Linked DNA regions of Bicyclus anynana: region 1 is linked to region 2. A link is a contact called in public Hi-C data. All regions are on one chromosome and are shown on one strand. The core of a region is the stretch at or near the end of the contact, and the rest is flanking DNA. Distances in the headings are between cores, read along the strand shown.

What was found. Hi-C and Micro-C count contacts between places; a contact is called where the count stands out from the background.
Region 1: a Hi-C map of whole body shows a contact between it and region 2, with 4 times the contacts expected there. The contact joins the promoter of LOC112058316 here to the enhancer-like site in region 2. A contact is called at or near these places in 2 of 2 Hi-C or Micro-C datasets (whole body and whole larva).

The regions. Positions count from the first base shown.
Region 1 is chr9:5,460,068-5,465,233 of ilBicAnyn1.1, reverse strand. LOC112058316 (mitogen-activated protein kinase kinase kinase 15) reads right to left here and starts at 1,891. Exons shown (of 24, transcript XM_024099039.2): 1 at 1,709-1,891; 2 at 1,425-1,630; 3 at 148-342. The coding sequence starts at 1,757. It overlaps LOC112058319 (muscle-specific protein 20), which reads right to left. Exons shown (of 4, transcript XM_024099043.2): 4 at 4,021-5,166. The coding sequence ends at 5,002.
Region 2 is chr9:5,424,267-5,429,243 of ilBicAnyn1.1, reverse strand. It overlaps LOC112058341, which reads right to left. Exons shown (of 2, transcript XM_024099101.2): 2 at 4,051-4,977. The coding sequence ends at 4,168. Among protein-coding and RNA genes, the nearest start is that of LOC112058319, 9.3 kb to the left of the region's middle. Within about 2 kb of position 1,778, at least 8 of the 8 cell types and tissues checked have open chromatin away from gene starts, as enhancers often do.

The DNA.
Region 1 (5,166 bases), core at 642-3,141, 36 kb before region 2:
GCTAGTTAATAATATAATTAGACATTTGACCATTTATGATGTACAAAAATTCAATCCAACTAAAAGCTAACCACTCTAAAAAGACAAGCAGACAAACAAATCTGTATAAAAGTCTTATTAATATTATTATAAGAAAAAAAATAGTACCTTAAGTCTTAATGTGGCATCAGGATCAACATCATTATAAAGCAGCACATTCTCCTTCATATCAAAGCTCTCTCTAACTCCCAGGTGGTAGAGTAGGGAGCTCTGTTGCACTTGCACGCTGAGATCTACTAGGGCCACATCAGCATTGTAGAATGTGTCCAACACACTCGTCTCGCCAAAGTCAAGCTTTTCAAACTGTAAGGAAATATAATATTTGAGTAATATACACAGAAAATGTTAGCATCCTATGATAACAGTGTGGATGCTGGGTCTATTGTATATTGTAAGAAATCAGTCAAAACCTAGTCATTATCATTATTGGGCCACAATGTAGACCAGAGAAAATATCTTGGGATTTCATGGATTCACCATATGGGTGCCAGCCCCATATAATTAGACATTCTTTAATATCCAACTTAAAGTCAATGTGACTATAATTGTGATTTTTATTTGCAGGGTGAGAAACACAACACTATATATGTTCTTGATTTGATAGAACTTTAAGGGTGTAACAAACTTTAGTGTCTGGTGACTGAGGGCAAGATTTCCTACACTATCCCAAAGAAAATATAAAGAAAATTCCACTTTATACTTGGGAAATTGATGCTGTGGACCTTATTAGTCAACTATCAAATATACCACAAGATTTTTTTTTTATTTTATTAAAAGAATATTTGCCATATCTTTTTAAATATGACCAATTTTTCCATTCCCATCCAATTAGTCGGGAAAAACTGTGTCAGGAGTGGATACAACAATAGACCAATGGGGTGCGGAATGAACCACCACCCCTTGGTGTTAAGTCCGACCGTTCTTACTGTTGAGCTATTTCGAGGAATAGTCTTTAGCTCTATTGTAAAAACCAGCGACATGCATTGTACCAACAGTCCATAGATTTGATGGAAGATTATGTTAAATCTTGTCAAATAGTTACTCCCCACTTAACATTGGGAAGAAATTTTGCACACAGTTTAACATATCTGCAGTCTATACAGTATATGTCGCCAGTAGAAACATAGGTTGACAAACTTTCAAGTTTTATAAAATTAAAAGTTCTAGCTAAGATTACTGTCTTTAAATATCAAACTTCAATAGCTACAGAGTTATGGGGCTGAACTTATGTTTGAAATGATTTTGTAGTACCCAAGCTTATCACACTTTTTATGATAAAACAAGGACGAGGCAATATTCCTTAGAGTGAGCAAAATAAATTATGCAATCTAAAATCCAACTACAAAACCTTGTGATCTAATTATGCAGTAAAATTAATCACTTACATGTATGTGATGTACGTTAGCATTCACAAGCTCAGAAGCTAAACGGACTTCCTCTAATGCCCTTTTCCTATGAGCCAAGTTCAATGTTTGGTTTATGTCCAAAACGCATGCGATGTCCATACGGGGCCTCTGGTTAGGGGCCCCAGCTTGCACAGTTGCATTGGAACCATCACTGCAAACGCTCTCGCAAATACTCCGACCGTCGCCTAATTAAAAAATAAAGTTTTCAAAATAAGAATTCAAAAATAATCGAACTCCGTCGTATTCAACAGCCAAGTTCTTACCAGATTCCTCTTGCGCCGTTGAAGTATTCGCTCCCCCGAATGTTATCATTTTCTGTTCTTCTCACAGTGGGGTCGCATATTTCTAGGAAATAAACGCTTTTTTGTATCGATATGTCCACAAATAAAATTTTAAATTCCACAACAATAACCACAACAAGTCTCACCATTCAGCTTGTTATTTAATAATAGTGTTGTACAAGCAACAGACTAAAATTCAGGTGCGCAGATGAATAATCGATTAATAAGCTGTCAAAGTCGATATTTATCGTTAAAAATTTAATCGATGTTCAAAACCAGTATCAAAATTAATATTGTAAGACCTAACCAACATTCTTTACCACAGGAATAACAATAGGTAATGTTTACGGTCCTAGTCAGACGTACGCCAACAGACTACCTGCATGACCTAGGTACAAAGGTTTATTTATTTATCGTAATTTTATTATGTACCTACAGCAGCTGTACCCGCACTGCATATGATACGATTCACTTTTTATTGCAATTTATTAGCTTAAATGTTTTTTTTTACATAAATTTTTCTATGATTTTACACAAAAAAAATTGGTTGCCTACTCAACAAAAAGTATTTTTAATTATTTTTATTCACTGTTTTAGTGAGGTTGCACAGTAATAACGAATTCCTGTTTAAATCAGTTTATTTTCCCTGGGAGCTATATATACAACAAAATGACCTCATCAACATCATCATCATATCAGCCGATGGACGTTCACTGCAGGACATAGGCCTCTTATAGGGACTTCCAAACATCACGATACTGAGCCACCTGCATCCAGCGAATCTCTGCGACTCGCTTGATATCCTCGGTCCACCTAGTGGGGGGTCGACCAACACTGCGCTTTCTGGTGCGGGTCGCCATTCCAGCATCTTGGGACCCCAACGTCCATCAGCTCTACGAACTATGTGGCCTGCCCATTCCAACTTCAGCTTCGCGACTCGCTGAGCTATGTGATTGACTTTAGTTTGTCTGCGGGTCTCCTCATTCCTGATTCGATCACGCAGAGAAACTTCAAGCATAGCTCGCTCCATCGCCCGCTGAGTGACTTTGAGCCTTCTAATAAGGCCCATAGTCAGCGACCAAGTCTCGGATCCGTAGGTCATCACTGGCAATACGCACTGATCGAAGACTTTCATTGAAGATGAAAGTCTTCGATCGATCGAAAGCACTGAGGAATTTCGGACGAAAAGATGTCGGAGTTTCCCGAACGTTGCCCAGCCGAGCTGGATTCGGCAATTCACCTCTTTCTCGAAATTGGACCTAACTAACTACCGCCAAGCGATTTAGCATTCCGTTACGATGCCGTGTAGAATCCGGAAGGAGTGTGGATTTTCATCCTCCTCCTAACAAGTTAGCCCACTTTCATCTTAGATTGCATCATCACTTACCATCAGGTGAGATTGTAGTCAAGAGCTAACTTGTAAAGAATAAAAAAAACCGTGGTGTTCAGATTCGGAAGTCCATACAAAAGGCCTATGCCAGCAGTGGACGTCCACTTGGACGGTGAACTCTTTGATATACTTATCTACTTGCGTATCGCCGGCACATGACAGTGAAAATAATATAATGGCACTACTAGTGGACGCCCGCGACTTCGTCCGTGTGGAATTCAGTTTTTCTCGAACCCCGCGGGAACCATAGATTTTTCCGGGATGAAAAGTACCCAATGTGTAAATCCAGAGTAAAATCTATTTTTATTTTAGATTTCAGCCAAATCGCTTGAGTAGCCGCAGCGTAAATGAGAATCAAACATATTTATACACACACAAACTTCGCCTTTTCAAACACAGTTTTTACAGTTACTAAAGCCACATTTCGACATTGTATACGATATTTAGGTGTAATTTATTTAAATAGTTGTTTACTGTGCGAATCAATGAGCGCTTTTGTTTGCCTCAGTTTTGATATACTTTGTTTACATTTTAATCGAAATATAATCGATAATAAATCGACTTACAACGAAAATATCGTTTAACGGTACAACCCTATAAGCGACCTTGAATATCCGTCTTAAACTGCCACCTATACAAAAATATGCAAAGCTTGTGTAGGCGTAGTGAAGCAAATGTCAAACTATGTATTCTATCGCTCACTAGATGGCGGTAATTCATAAAACCAGTTGAATTCGTACTGACGAAAAATAAAAATATTTTATTTTTATTTTTCGTCAGTACGATGCTCCGTTAGTGATAAAAATAAGGATAATACTCTATTCGGCATACGCGGCCTACATTGATATTTTACGTTACGTGCCTACCGATATTTAGGTAATTTATTAATCAATAAAACAATACGTAGGTATAGTAATATTTTTTATTTCAGAACTCGCCCTATTCAAATCTTATGATACTTACTTATACAGATTATAAAAAATCTTGAAAATTCAGTATTTTAGATCATTGTTCAAATATGATAACTCAGCATTACCTTTTTCACTACCTACTTGGCATTACCTCACTCCTATGCATAAATTATGACATTATGAGGGTAGTACGAGTCAAAAAAAACAATACGCAGTAGCGTATTGATGTGGGGGCAAGAGAGGCAAGTCCCAGGCGACATTAAGGGGTCGTGGCAAAGCGGCGCGGGCGCCACGATTTTGTCAATAAAATTGAAAATGAAAAAAAAAATCTAAAATGCAAATATGCACGCCTCATAAAACACAATAAAAAAATCTAGCACAAAAATATGCCTCTTTAAAGTGTAGCTATGCACTCGGCGAAAACCTAGGTTAGACCTGGCTTGGAGGCTCGGAGACAACTTTACCTATATTTTGAAAGGTGAAAGGTACTTGGATGATTGATTTTTAGCATTTTTGGTTTCTGAGATCACAGCATTTTTACAGCTCAATAGACACTATGCAGAGACACTTATTATTCTACATACAAATTAAGTATAGTAAATACATAATTTTATTTTATTTCTAGGCATTATTAATTTAACACAATTTAATAAGTAGGTAATTTATTTAAAACAAATAATAACCTATAAACAAAATATATTTTAATTTTCATTGTATTTTGCAGTCAAAAATAATGTAGCTATAAAATACCTACTAGGTAGGTACCTAGTAAATTTACATTTTTATGAGTAACTTTTATAAAAACTTATTTAAAATAATAATGTAAAAATATAAATAGTCACAGTTCAATAAATAAAATAAGTAGGTAAATATAAATAATACAGTAAGTTATGACGTAGTGGATTTATTTCCGTACATACTTCACAGCGTCATACTTCGAGTCTAACGCTTCGTATTCCTAACTCCCTGGTACTTCACTTGCCGAGAATAATCTTGCGCGAAGCACCAAAGTTTTGTCCAGACTGGGACGCCATTTTGTTTGTACCGGCTTGTAAGCCGATAACTGCCTCTCCTGCCCTGAGGACGTCCTCGCTGAATTCGCGGCGATTTTCTTCAGCAGGCCTGGGGCCAAGGAAAGG
Region 2 (4,977 bases), core at 529-3,028:
TCCGTGGCGCAGTGGTATGTGCGGTGGATTTACAAAACGGAGGTCCTGGGTTCGATCCCCGGCTGGGCCAATTAAGATTTTTTTAATTGGTCCAGGTCTGGCTGGTGGTGGCTTCGGCCGTGGCTAGTTACCACCCTACCGGCAAATACGTACCTCCAAGCGATTTGAAGTTCCGGTACGATGCCGTGTAGAAACCGAAAGGTATGTGGATTTTTATTCTCCTCCTAACAAGTTAGCCCGCTTCCATCTTAGACTGCATCATTACTTACAGGTGAGATTGTAGTTAAGGGCTAACATTAACAAAAAAAAAAATCAAGCCCAAACACAAGGTGCCTACTGTGAACTGATGAGGAGTAACCTTAACTGTCCTTTGTCTTCATCGCCAGACCTCCAATGCAGTCACAACCCATCTAGGTGGAAAGTCCTCATCAATACAAATTAATTAAGCCTAAACAAAATAATTTCGGTAAATCGTTGATGAGTGCCATCAAACGCACTAGCGCCACTTGCCGTCTCTACAATTTTTGAAAGATTTTTCCGAATTCTCCAGGATGCCATGAAAAAACTGACACAAAGTATACCTTTTCAAAAAAAAAAAATTAAAATCGATCCCCAAATGACGGAAATATCGCGGACATACATACAGCCGAACGTAGAACATCCTCCTTTTTGGAAGTTGGTTAAAAACAGTAAGATTCGTATCATAGAAATATAAGATAAAAGATAAGATAAATATACTTTATTTGCACACCACAAAGACAAAAACAAGTGAAATAAAAAACAAATTAGAAAGAGATCAGCATACAAAAGGCGGCCTTATCGCTAAGTAGCGATTTCTTCCAGGCAACCTTCGGTTTAGGAAAACTTAAGGACATCAGCAGGTGGCGTAAAACAAAAATAACCATAGTATTAGTAATACAAATAATTTACATCCTAATACATAAACAATATTACACAAATACCTACAATAATGAATAAAATACATATCAAAATATACTAATAAATACCTTATATTGAAAAGAAATAATATATACAGATCGTCTTTACTGCACCAGATAATGAGACTTTACGGCATTTTTAAAAATGTCCAGTGTCTTTGATTGCCGTATGTTTAATATAGTGATGTCCTGGAAAATGAAATTGTACGATATTTTGCTTCGACCTTTAACAACTCGCCTATAAGCACGTAAATGTTATAGCACGAAATCACGTTTCCCCAATCTCAAGTTTTTGTGTACAAGATCAAGAGGGCGCCCTTCCAATACCATTGACAACAAACGGCAAAAGGACATCAATCCTCCATTATTTACAAGAGGTCAATGATTATAATTATTAGCCGTATTCGTGTTCCACTTTTGAAGAAAATAAAACAATGAAATAAAAGCAAAACTATCAAATAAATATGGAACTGTGTATTTCTTATGAAATATATAAATTGCTTTATATAAATAAATAAATTAGTCATAAAATCGAATAATCTGAACGTAAGTATCGTCGTATCGACTATTATGACCCTTCAAGTTACACAACCCTAGCAAAATCGATACTTCTAATTCATTAACAATTATTTATTTAATTGTTACAATAATATATTATCTTAAATTTACTTAATCGATTAAAGTAAAAAAAAAACACAAAAAACCCCATAATTATGTTTTCGGCTTCCATTTGCTCAACGAATGAGGAATGGAATGAAGAAGGCACTTCATGAATGTCTACGGAACGTTAGGAACGTGGGCGTTGCCAGTGGAGAATCTGGAGCAGGCAGTTACAATCGCCATGTAACAGGATTGCATAAACTGCAAAGAGCATAGACGATTTAGGTCAGCGCCATCTATTGTGTAGCGCAAAGAAACTTCTCATTTTTAATATGAACCCAATCACCGAACAGACAGTCGCGATAAGTGTTTTATAGCTATTTCATACAAGATGGCGCTCTACGCGAATTTCTTCTTTTCTATAAAAGTAAAGAAAATAGTTAATTCCGTCAAGTAAGCGTGACCATATGGCCCAATAGCTTATAACAATTTGGTTTATTTTCGAGGTGTTAAGAGATTCGATTCCCGACACCTTCAAGTACAAATCTTCATATTGTAAGTACTTACTTAATTTGTTCTAACACTTCTGATCCACCAAGGCGATTCGCGCTGATGATGGTTTGATGAAGGTGAATTTTTGGTGCGATCACAGGCAAAATATCAACTTAGGGTTTAAAGAAATATTATACATATTTACGTGTGCCAGGCAGGTAAAGCGCCATCTGTTTATGGGCACATACAAAACGTTTTGATTCCTTTTTCTTATCGGCCATCTCATTTCTATTCATTCATCTCTCAGTCTAGGTAGGTACCTATGTCCTTGCATATTTCTTATTATATCTACTGTGATATTTTGATAGTTATCTACAATTTGGTCTATCTTCAAATCACGAGGTCCAGGGTTCGTGTTCTAGTTTGGTTTATAATATTGAGCTTTTCTTTCTTTTAGAAATTCTCAGTAAAAATGTTCAGCTCGGAGTTGGGAACTCTACAACTAATAGTGACTAAATCAAACAAAACCTTTAACTCGCCATATTAGAGCACCACAGTGGGTCTAAGCTAATAAACTCCACATCCTCTCTCGAGAAGGGAGAACTCTTTAGAGGTACTGGGTTCGATTCCCTGCTCAGGCAGTTTAGGATTTTATATATTTTTAAATTGTCTGTGGTTTGGTCTGCAGGCGAATTCACTAACGTCAACATATGTTACTTGACTTATACGAAATTTAGATTTTTGGACTCGTAACAAATGACATTCGGTCCCTACTGATAACCGTCCGGTAGATGACATTTCTCAGTTGATTTGATGTTTATTTTAATAGGTTGTTATTATAGGTCAAATTAGTGAATAGGCCAGCTTGTGGTAGGCATCGCTCGTGGCAAAACTAAGTTGTCATTGAATATAAAAAAGTCTGTCTGGTCTGGGCCCATAGTAGGTTGTTAACTTGCTATACGACGGGTTGATAATGATGATTTTCTACAATGTATTTTTATCTACAATATGGGTATCCATAAGTGAAGCGTCAATAGGCACTTTCCATCTAGGTGTGAATGCAAAACAAACAAACCACAAATCTATGTCTATGACATTTATTACCACTTGAAATGTATTACCTAATTAAGTAATTATTTATTTTACTTATAAATATTTACATTAAAGAATAGTTACATAACTAAATAAACTTTTTATTTAACGTCTTTGGTGGGTAAGTGTTCATAACATTAATTGATAATACAGTTTTTGATTATTTTCGTTCACACAAAAAATAAAAAAATAAATTATTGTCTATTATATACACGAGATGGCGTACCGAAGTGGATTTAGTTACTATCAGAAACAATATTATGTATGTTGTGTCCTACAATATTAATTACATTATAATAAATATTACCTGTTGCTTATTTAATGCATTTTTATATTAAGAAGCTTATTGCTTGAAACACGTATTGTGATATTTACAGTATTTATCTTTAGATACGTAAGTTATCTACTATTATATCGGTAACATTGTAATTTTAATCATATAGTTATTTACATAAAACACAGAGTTTTATATTTTGTTCATGACAAAAGCAGTTACGCAAAAGTGACACGCTTTGCACGGCGTTTACCTATGTGATTATAGCAAAAAGTTTAGATTTAGAAAAATCATAGATTTAGAAAAAAACAACAAATCAGAACAATCACAATTCACGATTTAAATAATCGTGAATTGTGATTGTTTTTATCGTAATGTAGTTAATCGTGTTGAAAGTTAAAAGAAGATGAGAAGTCATCAGATTTGTCTAATCTCTATGTAAAAAAATAATGAAAAAAATATAGCAAAAGACTTTGACACAGATAGACAATTAAATAGGTATCTACTTATTATATGAATATTTACAACGATTTATATATAAAATAGCTCTACAAGTAACATGAATGCATTCAAAATAAGAAAGATTTGTTTATAAACAATGATCATGTTAATGATAGCGTATTTTACTGTATAACATATTCGCAATAACCTTGACTAGAGAAAAGCACTGTATTTTTAATACTGTCCGACGCTAAAACACGACAAAATTTGGAAAATATTTTCACAATATCACATTAAGATATACATTAAACTTCAATACAATGCAGCTTTTTACACTAGATCATCATAGCTTTCGTTGAAACTTTGATCCATAGGGTCGCTGTCGAAGGTACTGAAGTCCTTTTTTGAGGGAGATTCCTTTTGGGCAAGTAACCTGTCGCAAGCATTCAGTTTAGCGTGTAGGACATCGTATACACGCGTCATGGATGCCACTTTTTCTTTGCTAGACGGATCAGTCTCGATAGCAAATAGTCGAGAATCGAGAAGTTTGATTGCAGCAACTATGTAGTTCCGCAACGTTTTCGTTTTGTGCTCTCCACTGATTCTCTCCAAGAACGCGCAAACTTGTCTCTCTCCACAGAGTAAGACGTCGACATCGTAAGCTAAAGGTGAGTGCTGTCGATGTAGATAAGCGATCAAACGTTTAGCATAACGTCGGTAAGTTCGATAAGCTTTGCGCTTCCTCGTACCGAGCGTCCGGCCCATTGACATGGATTTCTTCATGTCATCAATAACCGCTTTGTATCCAGCATCGATTTTGGAATCGAATATGTCTCGCAAGCGTGTCTCCACTGGCTGGAGTTCATATGGCGCCGGAGATGGTGGTAGGGAGGGTGATGATGGTGGAGGCGACGGTGGGAGAGAGTTACGAGGGGTTTCTTCTTCACTCGACTCGCTTGATATTCGTCTTTCAATTGGAACAGCTGCTGGTATTGAATACGGTGTTGGTCGTGCTCTGGATTTCTGAACGCGAGCAGGTCGTGGAGCAGTTCTAGCATTGTACGCTGTTAAAACGTTCGCATCTTGTTCTGTCAAAGGGCGAGCGCGTTGAGAAGCAGCTAACGGAATAATTCTAATCTT